2 separate regions of the Cricetulus griseus genome follow, and region 1 is linked to region 2. Evidence: chromatin contacts called from public Micro-C data. All regions are on one chromosome and are shown on one strand. The core of a region is the stretch at or near the end of the contact, and the rest is flanking DNA. Distances in the headings are between cores, read along the strand shown. Region 1 holds the start of Rps6ka3 (ribosomal protein S6 kinase alpha-3). Region 2 has its middle 60 kb from the start of Trnak-cuu.

Evidence for each region. A called contact is a pair of places that touch in the nucleus more often than the background predicts.
Region 1: a Micro-C map of the CHO-K1 cell line shows a contact between it and region 2, with 5 times the contacts expected there. The contact joins the promoter of Rps6ka3 here to the enhancer-like site in region 2. A contact is called at or near these places in 2 of 8 Hi-C or Micro-C datasets (both in the CHO-K1 cell line).

The regions. Positions count from the first base shown.
Region 1 is chrX:94,186,183-94,189,979 of CriGri-PICRH-1.0, reverse strand. Rps6ka3 (ribosomal protein S6 kinase alpha-3) reads right to left here and starts at 1,565. Exons shown (of 22, transcript XM_027432762.2): 1 at 1,265-1,565. The coding sequence starts at 1,333.
Region 2 is chrX:93,908,055-93,911,420 of CriGri-PICRH-1.0, reverse strand. No RefSeq gene overlaps it. Among named protein-coding and RNA genes, the nearest start is that of Trnak-cuu, 60 kb to the left of the region's middle. Within about 2 kb of position 1,495, at least 1 of the 6 cell types and tissues checked has open chromatin away from gene starts, as enhancers often do. A contact at or near this core is called in the CHO-K1 cell line, where this site is marked.

The DNA.
Region 1 (3,797 bases), core at 316-2,815, 280 kb before region 2:
GATTCCTCTTTCCTCCCCTTCCCCCTCCAGGAGATTGTAAGTGTCCTGCATCTCACACCAAACTGAGCCTGAGTTTTACTGACGTAACCAGTAACCCTATCTACCTCTCACACTGCGGAGGCCGGCAGGGGCAGCGGCTGCCGCCAAGTACACCACTCATCAGAGCCTGCCCCATTCCACCCCCGCGTTTCAGTCATGCTTTCCAGAAATGGGGTCACTCGCTCAGTAACTATTACACACACCCAGCCTATCATCCTGTAATCCCCTAAAGTCCGCTGCGAGGATAGAAGGCAGCGAAAAGTCAAGAAAGAAGAATCACAGACGCGCCACCATCAGGAACTGATTTTTCCACTCTGGAGAAGAGCGCTGATACCCTGGAATGGATCTTGTCTGTATTATTTTCTCAGATCTCGAGTTGATTCTGGGACAGGGCGGCTGCGAAAAGCTCGGTGCAGGGATGTGTTCGCAGAAATTCTGTTTTGCCTTGTTTGGGTATATTGTTTGGGCTTTTTGACACTGGGGTGGGTATCTCAGGGATGGTCACCAGATCCCGGGCGAAGAAAACCAGAGAGCCCATTACAGCGACCGCTGATCTCCTTGAATTTCACCCGCTCACCTCCACCGACAAGAAAGAAAGTTATACTCGGGGTCTTACAACTCAGTGACCACCCCCCAAACAGGGAGTAGGGGACCGGAGACGTCTGGTTTTTCTTGTGCGGCAGCAGAAAGCGCTGCAGCAGATGGGGGGGGGTGACCCTCAGTCCTGTACCCCTTACTCAAAACCCTCAACACTCTGCCCGGCGTGTGCCCGTCTCTCTGCAGCAACTCCCTCGCTCGGCCAGACTCAAGTCTTGGCTCCAGGGTGAACCGAACCCATTACCCCAAAGTCGCTAAGATTCCGGAGAAGCCCCCGGAGCCGGCAGGGCCAAACTTCCCAACTCCCCGCCGGCTCCCGCTCTGCCTCCTGCTTCCCCCACGCAAAGTTGATTAAAACCGGCTTCTTGCAAAGCCTCAGCGCCCACTCCAAAACCCCACGCGCCGCCACACCGGCAGCCGCCCCCCCAAAAAAAAGCCAGGGAGAGGTGAGGGTGAAGGAGGGAGGAATAGACAGATGGGCAAACCCCAAAGACCCAAAGCAGAATCCCGCACCCGGGACAAGATGTGAGCCCAAGAAGGTGGTCAAAGGGGCAGCTCCAGGGAAGAGAGCTAGCCGGCGGAGGCGTGGGGAAGGGGCGCGCCTGCCCCGCCGCCCGGCTGCACTCACCTCAGCGCTGTCGGAAGGGCTCTCCACAGCCATCTTCTGCCACGGGTCCGCCAGCTGCGCCAGCGGCATCTTCCCCCCCCCCGGCCCGCCGCTTTCACCACCTCCTCCCTCCCCACCCGCCCCACGGCCGGCCCGGCTCCTTCGCCGCTCGAGCGCAAGGCAGAGTCGAAAAGCCGCAGCAGAACAGCCGCGGCTCCCGAGAGCGAGCTCGACGCCGACACTGACCGCCCGAACGCCCAGCGCCTGGCCACAGCCGTCCGCACTCCGAGCGAGAGCCTCGCGCCGCCGCCAGGCACCAGGGCTCGCCCCTTTCTTCCTCTCCTCCTTCCGCCGCCCGGACTACGGCTCCGCCCCCCACCTCCCCTCCCCGCCGGTTCCCGCGCCCGCTTCCAGCAGAACAGCGACCGCCGCGCGCTCCCCCACTTCCGCTCACAACATGGCGTCTAAGCGATACCTGTCTCTCAGAGCGAGGCTGGGCCTCCGCCACCACCACCGCGCGCACCCAGGGGCGTGGCTAGTGCAGGACACGCCCTTGGGCCGCTACGCTCGGCTCCTCCCCTTTCCCACCCCCACCCCTCCCTCCTCCTTCTCCCCAGCTTTGGCTTCTGGGCCTCGCCTACTTTCAGGAAGGGCGAGCCCAAGAGATTTGGGGGCGTTGGCGGGAGATGGGGGTGGGGGGGAGAGAAATGGGCAATGCAGGAAGGACAAGAGGCTGGGTGACTTTAACTTTTACGAAACCTAAGCAGGTTGGGGGCTCATTGAGAGTGGTTCGCGCTCAGCTGGAGAAGCTAGGCAGGGCGCTGGGGGCGCAGTCCCGTGCTAGCAGCCCGGGGCGGAGGCGGGAGATGTCTTTTCGGCCTTTCTCCTCCAGGGGTGCGTGTGGGCGCGCCTAGGCTATGGGCACAGCCCCTCCTGACCCAAGACTCCCCCTCTTCAGGGTCACATGCTGAGTATTCACCTGACCCCTTTTCTCCTCCTTGGACGAGGACTCCAGAGGCTTCGTGCCTGGGAGCCAGCCGCATGGTAGGTTCAGCTCCCAGTTTGATTCAGAGCTTTTCAAGTTGATTCTCGTGTTAAATTGTTAGTATTTGGGGTTTTTTTCGTCCCACCCTACCTCTGCCCCAATAACCCTTCCCAAGTGCATAGAGCCCTCGAGTTTCAGCCCAGACTATCACACCCCTCCCTTGCTATCTAAATCTTCAAACAGAAAACAGAGGTTCCTTAAGGTTGCCCTTCTTGGCAGAGATTAAGGAGTTAGTAAAAATATCTTGTAGGCAGGAGCGCGGGGTTCCTGCTCCTCCGTTGACTTTAAATAAAAGATTAGATTTTTATTTTTTTTTTTTAAGTCAAGCTGGTCGTAGGCGGAGGAGAAAGGGAGGGGGAGGTTGTGACTCCTCCTCCTGCCCAAGAAAAGGAAGCCCTGGGTTAAGGGAACCCAATCCCCAGTAGGCATCGGAGCCGCAGAATTCTAAGACTTTGAGAATTAAGGGCCTGGGCACTTGGAGTGGGTTCCAAGGATGTTCAATCCTGGGTTCTTAGCGCCTGCTGCTTAGGCGCCTTGTATGCCTGGGCAGAAATGTGTAAAAGTCGCTGGGTTGAGTGGAAAGCTACTGCAGCCCCTGGCTAATCGTCCTGCATCGGGAAGAGGGGAGAAAAGCACAGGGAAATCTCTGGCCAGCTTGTTTCTTCAGTCCCTGAGGCCTGGAGGGAGACAGCCCTAGCCTCCCACGCTTGGCTTCCACAACGCGTCCCCCCGCTGCGCTCTCCCTGCACGCCTTTTAACAGTTTCCTTTAATCATCCTGGGGATCCAGACACCTGGAGAGTGCTCGCCACCCTCCCTTCCGCAGGTGTGAGAATGACCTTAGAGACCCACGCCCAGCTGGCCAGGTCTGTGAGGTCTGTGCTAGGGTTCTTGCCTGGCCCGCCAGAGACAGGTGTTGGGCTCTTTTTGCTGCCATCTGCACCGTGCCCCTCCAAGCCTGGGAGCCTCATCTGATGAAAGCTCCAACTGTTTAGGGAAGGCAGCCGGAAATTCTTTCTGAGAGCCCTCTCACTCAGCCTTGAACAGCTCACGTTGAACAACAACTAGGCATCTGAGGGAGAGGGACACAGGGAGACGTTTGTCACCCACCATATTTGATTCCGGTGCTGTAAGTCCAACCTGGGCCCTAACTCACATTAGTTGGCAGCACCTTCTTGATGTGAAAACATGCTCACAAAAGTTTGAAGATATGGAATATGGATTATTTTGCACTTACACCCAGAATGCCTAAGTTATGTGCCCAAACACTCTCTGGCACTAATTGACCCACAGAAACCATATAAAATAAAGTATTTTGAGCCAACGAGAGGCACTAGTGGGTAAAGACACTTGCAGCTAAGCCTGACGACCTGAGTTTGAGCCCCAAGGCAAAAATGGTGGAAGGAAAGAATTGACTCTCAGAAATTGTCCTGTGATCTCTCCCAAGCTGGTGTACACTTGGACACATGTGGGCACACACATATATAATAAATCAATGTAATAAAAATAAA
Region 2 (3,366 bases), core at 246-2,745:
AGAACAGTGTCTCTGACTGTGAATAGCATTCTTGATGTGGTGAATGAACAATTAGGCCAGAGCAGCTCTAATGGAAGTGGGAAGTGTCTGATCGAGTGCGTTCCATGTGTCATCTCATCCGTAAGTAACACTGCACTTAAGGGTTGAATCAGCATGAAGGATATTATTGGTCTCTTTGAATTTATCCAGCACAGAATCTGAAAACAGAATCAAGGAGCAAGGAATGAAGGAACTGGGAAATCTCTAACTGAGAAAATTAGAAACTAATGACAAACAGGATTTCCCTCTTCAATATTTAAAGGACTACTATCAGACTCAAAGGATATGTTTTTATTCTGTATTGACTTAAAAGGCAGGAATGGGGCTGATGCATACAAGTTATCTAGGAGGGGATTCCATCCAGAGTGAAAAGGAATGGTTCCAACAAAAGAACAAGCAGACTCAGAAGAGTTAGTTATCTCTGCAGGTAAGAGCTATCTATGAACAAGGGTGGAAAGCAGGCACCAGGGATTTTACATTAAGTTGGATCACAGATTGGATTTTTTTTTTGAGACAGCATTTCTCTGTGTAGCCCTGGCCATTCTGGAACTCTCTCTATAGACCAGGCTGGCCTTGAACTCACAGAGATCTACCTGCCTCTGCTTCCTTAGTGCTAGGATTAAAGGCATGCACCACCACCACTGGTTTTAAGATCAGAATTCTTTAGAAAAAAGTGTGTGTGTGTGTGTGTGTGTGTGTGTGTGTGTGTGTGTGTGTGTGTGTGTGTGCGCACAAGCACATTTGTATTTGGGGGTGCCCTAGGAGGCCAGGAGAGGTCATTAGATTCCCCTGGAGGTGAAGTTTGAGCTGAGATCTGAAACAGCAGCAAACATTCTTAATGATGAGCCATCTCTGCAGCCCTGCAGATTATATTTCTGTAAACACCTCTGATGACCCCCTGAGTCAATCTAACACTCACAGTGCTCTTCAGAAAGAATTTGGCAAGTGTTGTGGCACATGCCTTAATCCTAGCAACCAGGAGGCTGAGGTGGGAGGATCATGGGTTTCTAGCCAGCCTGGGCTGTATAGTGAAATCTGCCTCAGCAAATAGTATCTGGAAACCTGAGACAGGAGTCTTTAAAACATTCCATTCTTTTTAGTACATTTTAGGCTTTGAGGGTATTACAGGATTATTGTTAGGGGGTTTGTGTATCCTAGTAGTCTAAGTAAGTTTTCTAATAGAAGTACTCTGAGCCCTCTCAGAGTGCTGTTATGTTTTGATGAGATTTTGATAAGTACTCCCTTTTGTTATGTGATCCACTGACAAGAAGGTTCCAAGCTCTGCGTCCAAAGCACAAAGAATTTCTTCTTCCCTGGTGTCTTTTACCAAACCCAGTTTTGTTTTTAATACCTGTGTTCTTAACAGGAAAAGCAGGCAGCACATACCTCACATACCAGGACAGCTAAATTTTATTCCTTGACTCATAGCTCCCTGGCACTGACATAAGACACTCCACTCTGTTCTCTCCTTTGCCTAGCAACAGGCCAACAAAGGCTGGGGGAAGCAGACTAGAGGCTGCAGGCTCTGAGGCTCCAAGGCTCAGAACACAAACTGTCATCTAACTCTCCCTTCTCCAAACTTGAGATGCTTTTGCCCAGAGAGGATAAGTCTTTTCAGCAACTTTGAACATAGAATGCTAAGTATGACATGTATTATACATGCATCTGTCGCATGTGAGTAAATGACATCCACACAAGACAAAAGGCATAAGTAACCTTGTCTCCTGTCACCAAAGTAGTGAAGGAGAGTAAAAATCCTTTAGTGGTCTGAGCAGATCAATATTGGACTCTCAGGCAGGAAATTGTGGTGTGCTCACGTAGAAAGGTACTCAGACATAGTCCACATCAGCCTTGGAGCCAGACATCCTGACACAGGGTAACATAATGGCTCACAAGCATTGAATGGCTTCTAGAATTGCAGTCTAAATTCTCCCATAATATCCCCGACTCAGAAGTCCCTTTACGAAAGAAAGTCAAGATGAAAGAGCATGAAATAGCTCTGAGTAAGTTTCCAGTCTCCTAATTTAGGTGAATTACAAGCCAGGGAACGAAGAGATCTCACAAATTAGATGATGACAGACTTATTGTTTACCTCTTTTGGGTGGGAGATTGGCAAAGATAAACAGTCACAGAAAGCAGAGATGCCAAAGTAGAAATCCATTTTCAAGAGGAAGGAGAGAGCTTTCACATACTATGACCTTGGCATTGATTTTCAGAGATGTTCAAAAACATACTTAGAGAATAATCTATGCATTCTTAGAAAATGATCTAGGAAACCCTAGTACTGAGTATGGGTTCATAAGGAAGAAATGTAGTGATACAAAGTTATTTTTTTAAATTATGTTTTTGGTTATTATGATAAAGCAGGAAATATAACAGAGAGCATTTGTCAGTATTATTTTTAAAACAAACTTGTTGATACATAATTTGCATACAATAAACTACAGCCATTTAAACTGTACAGTATTATGAGTGAGATGGCTTAGCAGGTAAAGGTGCTTGCTGATGAACTTTTCAACCTGAGTTCCACCCCTGGCTCCAACATACTGGAAGGAGAGAACCTAGTCTCTTCAATTATCCTCTGATTTCCACAAAGATCTATGGCAAACACTGTCTCCCCACCCCAAATAAACAATGTAAAAAATAATCTTAAATGTGTGCACCCATGTAACTAATACCACTCAGAGTAAAGAAAATCTTTATTTTCCTGGCATATATTCTTGTAACTCTTGACACTGGAGCTTTTCCCAACTCCTGGGCCCAGGCAAGCACTAATCTACCTATCATCACATATTAATTTTAGTTTTCTAGAATTTCATATAATTGGAGATTTACCATATGTAAATTTTTCTTTCTGGCTTCTATATCCTAACTACCTATTGTTTCTGAAATATGCTCATGCTCTTGGCTATTACTTTTATGTTGAGTCAAATGCTATTTGTGTGGATATTTGGTTTATCTTTTTACTTGCTTATAAACATCTTGGGGACTATTATGACTATAGCTATGAAAATTCACACACAAGTTTTGTGTTCATGTATGATTTAATTTTTATTACCAGGCAATGGCATAGTGCCAAAGGCACTTAGTAGGATCCCGTGTGTAAGTACTTACTCTATACAACGGTGAATAGGACACGGATATAGAGATATTAAGCAAATGCCAATAATTATATGTATTAGTAATTATATGTAATAATCATGTATATAGCACATAATAAAGTAACTTTATTGGTGGCTGCAATTGTAAGGTGCTAATTAATGAATCAATTTCAATATGACAAGAAGTTTTTAGTGTCACTCACAAGGGTGTATCTTTGGTGTTTTT